Linked DNA regions of Muntiacus reevesi: region 2 is linked to region 1. Evidence: chromatin contacts called from public Hi-C data. All regions are on one chromosome and are shown on one strand. Each heading gives the region's core, a stretch centred on a gene start, on an enhancer-like site or on the middle of the called end of the contact. The rest is flanking DNA. Distances are from core to core; before and after follow the strand shown.

What was found. A called contact is a pair of places that touch in the nucleus more often than the background predicts.
Region 2: a contact with region 1 is called in a Hi-C map of muscle, with 3 times the contacts expected there. The contact joins the promoter of TSPYL1 here to the promoter of LOC136150647 in region 1. A contact is called at or near these places in 2 of 3 Hi-C or Micro-C datasets (blood and muscle).

What each region holds. Positions count from the first base shown.
Region 1 is chr19:32,198,980-32,204,197 of mMunRee1.1, forward strand. It overlaps LOC136150647, which reads left to right and starts at 3,063. Exons shown (of 2, transcript XM_065911315.1): 1 at 3,063-3,575. RWDD1 (RWD domain containing 1) reads right to left here and starts at 2,909. Exons shown (of 7, transcript XM_065911311.1): 1 at 2,690-2,909. The coding sequence starts at 2,762.
Region 2 is chr19:32,456,989-32,462,206 of mMunRee1.1, forward strand. TSPYL1 (TSPY like 1) reads left to right here and starts at 2,852. Exons shown (of 1, transcript XM_065911479.1): 1 at 2,852-5,218. The coding sequence starts at 2,983. The coding sequence ends at 4,281.

The DNA.
Region 1 (5,218 bases), core at 1,813-4,312:
ACTCCTCTTTGTAAGATCAAACAGAATTAAGGGAACCTGACTTTTGTTTAGCCTGAAGCTAACCAATTTGATCCAACAAAACTCACCATATATAGCCAGAGACTTTGATACAGAAATGGAAATAACCAAATTCAACTATCTTAGCAGGGTCTTGTCAAGTGAAGTACAACTGAAAGAGAAAGTGTTATCAGGAGCGTCCATGTGTATTTTAGAAGACTAGTTGTTAGGACAACTGGATTAGTGTGCAATCAAGTTACAGAATGGACACAAAGAAGAAACTGTATTATGATCTGTTATAATTCACGACAGAGGCAACACTGGGCCAAAAGTTCTCTGCAAATAGCCAGGAAATCAGTTCTCAAGTCAGGTTAGGTCTATGTGCCTAGGACTACAGCTGGATGAACGGGGCCTCTTCAGCCTCCACAAGGGGGCCATGATGCACTCTATCATTTATTTTAAAAATTATACACACACACACACACACACATATATATACACACACTTACTTCATCAACATCAGCATTGAGCATTTACCAAATCTAATATTCAATGAAATTTAACATGAGATTTGAAAACTACCAATTATTGTTCCTTGGCAAACTATTACAAACAAGCTCTCTTTCTTAAACCAGGTATGAAAATACTAAAGTATGAAATCATCAACACATAAGAAAGCTATAAAAATAGTATACCTTGCAAATCCTCAAAAGATTCCAAAAGACCAAACACAGAAATAAATGACTCCAAAGTCCGCTTGCCTTTGCCTTGAGACTTCATACAGAAGTTGACCAAAGTTCCTAAATAACTATAAATCAGGACAGCTCATTTTAACTTACTTAATGCAACTGTAGGGGTGCTGATAGGAATTACGAGACAGAAGAGCTCAGCTGATACTGCAGAGTACTTGAGACGTCCAAGATCCACAAATTTTCTTTTATTAACATGACTCAGAATTCTCAAGCACTTTTGCATCTGACAAGAATTTCACATACCCAACTATATCAGAGCCTAGTACATGTGAAAGAACCATCCAATTATTTTAGGGTTACAACGTATCACTTTTACAAATGTTTATAAGCACAATATTTAATGAGTATACCTCAATGTCCAAAGAAATGAGAGCAGCACATCTTGTGCCTTCTTAAGTCTGCCTATGCTGTGCCCATGCCTGTCCCATTTCCAATGTATCAGAAATGACCAAACGTCACGATTAAGAGTGTATCCAACAACTGACCCTATATTCTGTTTTACTTAGACATTGATACATAAGCAAGGATAGAGAAGGGAGCCAGACTCCATACACACTCACCCAGTTAAGGACACTCTCAAACCCCTCTTCACTCATCCCCTTAACATCCTCACAGCACAGCTGTACTGCTGAAGAGAGAACATGAACAGGACTGAAGTATACAGGCAGAGCTGAGAGACAAAAGCCTGTTGGCAAAGCAGAACAAAATTTGCTACCATTGCAAGCAGTGATCAAAGGGTGGAGCTAAGAAAATTAAGCTGAACAGTGACAAGGGAGAGGGGCTGGAGTTAATGAGTTAAAATAACACGACCTTACACTCTGAATTCTGAGTCAGTGATGGATGACACTCAAAGGACGGGATAAGGAAGGTAAGTCCCACAAACCTAGGCTATACACGCTCATACAGGCTTTAGATCACCTCTCAAAACCTCACTCTTATTACCAGTCCTGCTACTAACTTGCTGGCCAACCCGGAGCCACCCGCTTGCCTTTCCTGAGCCTCCACTACCTTGCTTCTGGCAAGAGGAAGCCAGGCTGCTCAGTCACTTCGGTCGTGTCCGACTCTGTGCGACCCCATAGACGGCAGCCCACCAGGCTCCCCCGTCCCCGGGATTCTCCAGGCAAGCACATTGGAGTGGGTTGCCATTTCCTTCTCCAGTGCCTGAAAGTGAAAAGTGAAAGTGAAGTCGCTCAGTCGTATCGGACCCTCAGCGACCCCATGGACCGCAGCCTTCCAGGCTCCTCGGTCCATGACGTCTAATATCCTACTACAAGTCTAACTACCTGTGATCTGACAGTGGACCTGGAATTTGAGCCAACTCATTCATTGGGCAATCCGCAGAATCTCAGAACATTAAAAAAGAAAAGAAAAACGACAAACTTCGGGGACAAGACTACTCTCAAAACTGATCCTGGGTAACTTTGAGAATTCTGAATCCACAAACTTTAAAACACCAAATATGAGAAAAGAGCCTGAATAATGGTGAAAATGTGAAAACCGGCACTTCTGCGGCTCTGGAAAGACTACTCCCACTTGGAGTACCTTCATCCGTGTATTTCACTAAACCTCACGCTGCTGTTAGTTCAGATCCGTTCAGTCGCTCGGTCGTGTCCGACTATTTGCGACCCCATGGACGGCAACGACACAGAAACCAAAGTGCACCCGACTGAATTCCAGGCCTGACACTCCAGGGACCTTGCTAGCCTCGCCCGGACTTTCAGATTTCAAGGAATTAGCGGAGAGGAGAAAACAGCCGTAGAGCCACTAGTAAACGCCTGATCACTTCAAGAGAAGAGCTCGAGGAGAGAGTGGCGAGCGAGGTGGCCACGCGGCCTGGCTGTTCCCTTCTCCATCCTGGCCGGGGATGTCGAGGGCCGTGGAGGCGGCGGCCCGTCCCACTCCACCCCGGGTAGCTGCGGGCCTGCGGCCGCGGAAGTCACCTGTGAAGGAGTCAGGGTAGATGGACTCCAGAGCCTCCAGCTCGTTGCGCTGCTCCTCGCCGTAATCTGTCATCGCGGCCCTCGCTGCAGCCCATGGATCGCCCAGACACCCAGGCGGCGTGCTGCAGCCTGGACCGCGGCCGCGCTGGGAGAGCAGGCAGCGGCCGGGCGGGCGCAGGCGCAGAGTCCCAGGCGGAGAGGCCTGGGGCCCACAGCCAGGCTGGGCCTGCTGAGCAACAACCCCGCGCCGGCCTCCGCCTGCTCTCTCGTTCCGCGTTCGACTCGTCGGGCCTGGCCGTTGGGCTGCCTCTCCCACGCCCGCTCGGGACTTGCTGGGATGGGGGAGACACCTGGTCTGGCATTTGCCACAGACACCTAAGGATTGGTTACTGGACTTTGCAGAGCCAGAACCCGAGAAGGCCCTGAGCGCCGCATCCTCGCTCCACTAGTCTGGTCTTAAGGCCAGCCTCGGGTACCCGGGAGGGGCTGTCTAGCTGGACGCGGGACGATGGGGCGTCTCTGCACTAGGTCGCTGCGGGTCTCCGGGTTGCAACCCTGAGGCAGCGTCCAGAGGGCGGATGCCCAGGTCCTAGTGCCGACTAATGGCGTGTCCCAGGTGATTTCTACGTTTCTGGAACCTCCAAGTTCTCGGCATCCCACAAGACTGTAGAACCCAGCAGGCAGAGGAACAGCTCTCGCAATACATCCAGGCGGGTCCAGAAAGCTCGGCCCAGCTTCCGAGTAACGAGTCAGTGGACCTGCGGGAGAAAGCAAGTGAAAGTCCTGTGATCTTTTGAGTATGTAAAATGAACTCGGCACGTTGTAGATCTAAATATTCTGAGATCGCGTATTTCTGAGTTGGGTGTAAGTTTCGGTGACAGTTTTGGTAAGTATTGCCTCCGAAGAATACTCAGAACCTCTGATTTGGAAGAATGAAACTGAAGAAGTAATAATAGCACTTAATACATATACATCTCTTATCTTCTAGTTCATCACAGCTGTTACAAAGAGAGTTTTCAAAGAAAACTGTAATGGCACAAACTAAGAAAATGGCCAGACATGGTATTTTTATGAAATGAAAGCTAAAGATCCATTCATGTGTATAAAAAAAGAAGATTTTTAGTTTTTTAGTGGAGAAAAATACAAGAACATTTTAAAAATTTTCATATTCGTCTATTTTTCTTTTTGTTTTTGTATTAAAGCTTAGAGATAAAGGCTCTGAAGTTTTCTCTTGATAAAAGGATGATGTCCTATGGACCAGAAGGTATCTTGATATTTTGTTGGAACTTATTGCCTACTTGGCAACCCACTCCTGTACTCTTGCCTGGAGAATTCCATGGACAGAGGAGCCTGGCGGGCGAGAGCCCATGGGGTAGGAAAGAGTCTGACGTGACTGAGCGACTGACACGCACACTACCTACTTAGCCGAAGGATATGTGAAAACGGACATATTCGCTTTGGTACTGATTCCATGTCTTCGGCATTAAGGGTTGAGTAGGGCGTTGTTTTAAATTTTCAAGAAAAAAATGGGAACTCTTCTGAGGATGGAAAGAATCACAGGAAATACATGAAGTAACTTTGCAAATACAAGGTGCTTCTTCTGTATATCCTCTGTTTAGGGAAATCAGTGATTTGTTACTGGAGAAGAAGGTTCTGCACAAACGGGAGAGCCAGTGCTAAGATCCTACGGTGAGAGCCCGCTTGTTATTTTGGAAGCCAGTGTGGCTGGTGCATGGTGAACTGGTGTGGGAGTTTGCAGATCATGTAGGATCATTGGAGGATTTAGGTGGAAGAGGGACAAAGTCTGAAAGTGTGGAGACCAGTTTGGCCATAGCAATAATCTAAACAAAGACGGTGATGATTTGGACCAAAGCTATAGGACCAAACAGATTCTGGATATATTTTGAAGGTGTCAGGATTTGATATGGGTTGTAAGAAAAGGATGAATAAGGGGTGATATTTGGCAGGAACTGGAAAGATGAAGTTCCTTTGACCAAAATGACAAATGAGGGAGACAGAATGAGTTTGGCAAGGAAGTTGATAGCACCTTTAATCCATGGATCAAAGAGAAATGCCAAGTAAAAAATTTGTTAATTTCCTAAATGATAATCAAAACACAGGTTGTCAAAATAGGTGCAGTGAAGCAACCAATTTAAGCTTTATATTAGGAAAAGAAGGTTGGTTTCAAGTTTTAATCTTGTAAATGAAGTGCCCCTTTATCTGCTTTACTTTTTTATTAACAGAATTTTTAGTAAAACATCATTTTCAAATCTGTTGTATATTTACTGTAAAACCTTCATATTTCAGGATGCTCAAGAGTGGTTCTTTAATTTTTAATACTAAAGATAACTTCCAGTGCTAATGTAAGCAAGAGAACTCACTTCCAAATCTGTGTCACCTATTGGGGCATCATTAAGCATTTTTGGTTGATTTCTAATTTCCTTTTGACACAGAGACACTTCACAGAACACCCACCTGAAAGTGGGTGATTTTTATGAGATAGACTGGCTTTCTTTCAGTGTCTCATTT
Region 2 (5,218 bases), core at 1,602-4,101, 260 kb after region 1:
GCATGTTAAAATTCTTGACAGTTCCTTCTGACAGGCAGATTCTTTCTTTAAAAAAAAGAAATGGCATAGAATATACATATCTGCTTTTCCTTCTAAATCTTTGCTTTTAGTTGCCCTTTCTCTTATTCAAATGTCATCACTTATTCCTTGGCCCTCCATCTTCTATAATAAAGAGTTATCATCACAATCACTTTTCTACTGTGATTTTCAGATAATTAAAATTAGAAGAAACTTTTTCTTCATTTCTGATCCATTCAATCAAGTATTCCATATCATGGCCTTTCTCCAATATACTGACAATAAGAGAAGGGAGGGTTCCTCCAAAGTGTCTCAGTACTTCTGAGGGAAATTACACTTAGCAGAGTACTGATTCCATTTACAGGCACCATCTATCATTGAAGTCTTAACAATATTGGTTAGAGCACTAATTAATTAGACTTTCAGACACCATATTGGTAAGTCTGACAAAGCCACATCTTCTAGGACTGGTCAAAAACCGAGACTGTCTTTCGCTCAAAAGTAGAAGGCATATTAGTAATAAAAGTTTCCACTTTAGGCCAAATTAAATTATTCCAGTTACAAGATAGAGGATAATTTCACAGTAATTAAGAAGTGGGCCTTATGGAAAATTCCATTATTCATTCTTATCTATACAAAAGTAATTTTGCCCATGCAGTACAGGCTCTATATCCATTTCTTGCAGAGAGAAATGAAGCAAGGCTTGGAATCATTACCTTGGCTTGTTCAGAAAGGAGAGAAGAATTGAAGATACAGTGCTGGTAGTTTAAGGCGTTGCTATGTAAATTCATGAAGACAGGTCAGTTCTTTTGGTATTTATCATACAATGTGATAACACACATATAAATTATCTGTAAAACAAAACTGTTTTTCCTGCATTTTTCCTATGCTTTTTGGGCCTTTGATGCATATGAACAAATTCATTCTGACTAGGACTTCATTACTGCAGACAGAACAGTCCTTTGGTCTGCTGGTGGCTGATGGGGAGAACAGGGTGACTACCTACATGCTCCTTATTTCTGCAAGCCCCAAGCTGCAGGCAGAAGAAACTGTATTCTGTGCCTTTGTCTCTTTACTTGACATTCTAATAATCTATGTAACACACACGCAAGGCAGTGTTAGGTAAACAGTGGTAAACAAAACCAAGACCCTGTCCTAGAATTCACAGTCTTCTCAAACATATTTTATGGTAGGTTTTGGCTTTAACTTTGCCTGTATATCGCCTAAGTATATTTCTGGATTTGAGAGCCAAAAACAGACTCAAGATATGATAAACCATAGCAGTTGGGCAGGACCTTACAGGAAGCAATGTTGAGGTTGAAGGGGTTGCTGCCAGGAAAAACTTGAGCCACACAGAGATGCAGCCAAACTTCAACCCAAGGAATATCCCTTTTATACTGTTGTAACAAATTACCACAGACTTAACAGTGTTAAGGTACACAAATTAATTATCTTACAGGTTTGGAGGTTAGATAAAAATCAAGATGCGGATAGGGCTGCATTCCTTTGGAGGCTCTATGGGAAAATCTTCCTCCTTACCTTTCCAGCTTCTAGAGAGGTTGCCTTTATTCTTTGGATCTTTGTTCCTTCCTCCATCTCCAAATCTTTTTTTCTCCCTCTTTTTCACTTTCTCACCTCTGCTCTGGTCATCAGTCTCACACTGACACTCTCACTTCTTCTTACTGTAATTATACAGGGTCCATCCACCGGGACAGCCCAGCACAATCTTTCAATATCCTGGTGCTTAACTGAAACATGCCTATGGAGTTCTTTCGCCAGGTAAGAAACGACACAGGTTATGAAGGTTAGGACATGGATATTTTAGGGGGCCATTATTCAGTGTACTATAATAGGAAAAAAAAGAAACCCCAAAATCAAAAAACATTTGCCTCTTTTACATCTAACTCAACTAACTTAAAACTGGTAGACCAGCCGTTTGTTTTCTACTCAAGGCCATCTTGGATATCCATTTTAACTGACTTTTCTTCATAAAAATGGAGGTGGATGGCCCCTCTACCAGTATTTGTCTGAAGTCCCCTAGCTCTCTAACACCAGTTTTCCTCACAAGTCAACAAACTAAAACAACCAGACACTGACATCCCCTTTGAAAGAACTCTACAAGCTAATTACCATGAACAGATACTTCACCAGAGCCAACCTTTCCTACCTTCTTTCAGAACTAAACTCGTTATTAGATTAATAAATTCATGGGGCTGGAAATAGCTTTTCTATTTCCTGCAGTGAGGGGCCACGGAGCGAGATTCAGCAAATTGATTCTGACTTAATTCCTGCAAATATCGCGCAAGACAAGCTCTTCTTTGATACAGATTATCAAGGTAAGGCTAGCAGGGTACAATATGCATGACTTTTGTGGTAAAAAGTCGTTCAGTAGCTTTTTCTCCCAGAGATGTTACAGGCCAGAATATTTTCACTTCACTACCCGAGAAAAGGGAAACAGTTTGCTATTAATTTAGTTAAAAAATAAAGAGAATTTTGCTCCTGCCTATCGTGGAATAGGGAATAGATTTACCCTCTTGCTCACAAAACCATAAAAACATGTTTTCAGACAACAGGAGGCAGTGTAGTACTGGGGTCCTTACAAATAGCCGAGCGAACAATCTGGAGGTACTTCCAGATGCACTGTCAGGAAGAGAAGGGGGTGGGGTCTCACTGCTTCAGCCTCTGATTGCGAGCCACATTTACTTACGTAAGTCAAATTACCAATCCACCGGATTAAATTCGTAAAAATAAAGCTAACAGAACACCCGGACCGTAGGAAGCCCGCTAAACCATCCCAGAAGCCGCGAGTTCTCGCGTCACATTGCGATCTACAACCCTGACGTCATCCTCACGGAGTCGCTCGCGAGATTAGAGAGTGGGTGTCACAAGCGGCAAGTTTTCGTCGAGCGCGGCTTCTGAGAGGAAAACAGACGTTGGCCTTCGTTTTATCGGGGTGCTGCCGACATGAGCGACCCAGACGGGGTCGAGAGGACCCCTCTCCTTGGAACCCACAGCCTCACCACATCCGACTGTGCCGCCGGAGCCCCGGACCCTCCCCTGTGCCTGGAAACAGAGGCGTCACAGGTGATGGCGGAGACGGGTGAGGGGTGTTTCGAGGCCGTCGCGCTCCCACCACCCCAGCTTCCAGAGGAGGAAGGCGCACCTCCAACTGGTCCCCCAGATTCAGGCTGTGTCGGTACGTTCCAGATCCGAGACGGTGGGGATGGCGGTTATGTTGCGCCCGAAGCGAGGCTAGAGCCGGCTCCGCCTCCTAGGGAGGGCTTGGAAACGGCGTCTATGTTCCTGGCAACGGACGACAGCCTGGGAAATGGCCGTCAGACTGTAGAGCCGCAGGGCTCGAGTAGGGAGAAGGCGCTAGAAACTTGTGGCGCAGAGAAGTTGGGGTCTGACTTGATGTCGGAGGCGAAGGCTGAGGAAGCGAAGACTGAAGAAGGCCCCGTCTTCTCAGTCGCAGTGGATGAGGAGGTGGTGGGGAAGGAAAGAGCGGAGGAGGAGGAGGGAGTGGAGCAGGGAATGGAGGTGGAGGAGAGGCCAGTCGGTGAAGAAATAGAAATGGTGGAGAACGGAGTGGTGGAGGAGGCGGGGCAGCGGCCCCTGCGTATGGATCTCCGCATGAACCCGCTGGAGGCCATCCAGCTAGAACTGGACACTGTGAACGCTCAGGCTGACCGGGCCTTTCAGCAACTAGAGCATAAATTCGGGCGGATGCGTCGACACTACCTGGAGCGGAGGAACTACATCATTCAGAATATCCCGGGCTTCTGGGTCACTGCCTTTCGGAACCACCCCCAGTTATCTCCTATGATTAGAGGCCAAGATGCAGAGATGTTAAGATACATAACCAATTTGGAGGTGAAGGAGCTCAGACACCCGCGAACAGGATGCAAGTTCAAGTTCTTCTTTCGGAGAAACCCGTATTTTCGAAACAAGCTGATTGTCAAAGAATATGAGGTCAGAGCCTCTGGCCGAGTAGTGTCTCTTTCCACTCCAATCATATGGCGTCGGGGCCATGAACCCCAGTCCTTCATTCGCAGGAACCAAGAGGTTGTGTGCAATTTCTTCACCTGGTTTTCAGACCACAGCCTTCCAGAGTCTGACAGGATTGCTGAAATTATCAAAGAGGACCTGTGGCCAAATCCACTGCAATACTACCTACTGCGTGAAGGAGTCCGTAGAGCCAGACGTCGCCCATTAAGGGAGCCCGTGGAGATCCCCAGGCCCTTTGGGTTCCAGTCCGGTTAAACTTTGCCATTGGAAGGTTTCTGCACAAAGTCTCTTCGCCGCTTAATGGACCTGTGCTTGGGCAACAGATACGGATATGTCTTCTAACCGCCCCCCTCCCCCCGCCCCCATCCTTTTTTTCTCTAACATTTCTGGAGCCTTTTTTTCCTCTGGACATAAAGTTCTTTCAGCCTCTAGATTGAGACAGTCATGGCCATGCTCCTTCACTTCCACATGGCCTTCGTGCTTTTCTGCATTAATATCACATGCTGCATGGCCCATGATTCATACCACTCCTAAGTAAGCTTGTTGATGTTGTAAATTTAATAGTCTTTATCTGTACTACTTGGACCCTGTTTGTTCCGAGAGCCTCAGGTCTGACTCATACCTGGAGTTATTTATCTAGGAGGCCATTCTACCCATCCTACTCTGCAGCACAGGCATATAGCCTGTGCATAACTGGGCATTAATGATATCAAGGGAGAACTGCAGTGGGCCACTTGGCCTGTATGATTTATGTGACTCCATTGCTCTTCTTGCACCTCTGGTCACCTACTATTGCTGCCTGCTACTGGCTGTGCCCTTGACTGCTACCTACTGGATGGACATCTTCTAGAACTTTGTCAGCCCCACTCTGGTTTCTGGTAAACAATGTCCAGGTTTCCTGCCAGCACTCAGAAGACCCTTCCATTCTTCCCCAAAGACTTCTCTATTCCTCATGCCTCGCCCCCCCCCCCCCCCCATGGTCAAGAACCCTGTTAACTGTCAAGCAAGTGGTTGAGGTGACAAGTTATACTTCTTCTGGCAGGTTGGCCTAAGGATGGTGTCCATTCAAAGTACGAGGCTTTCTCAGTCTCTAGAGCTGGGTACCTCTTTGTGCCTCCTTTTTTCATCCTGAGCGTAATTAAGTGCCAGGGTGGCAGTATACGTTCTCTGTTGTCTCTCTCTTGTCTTAAGT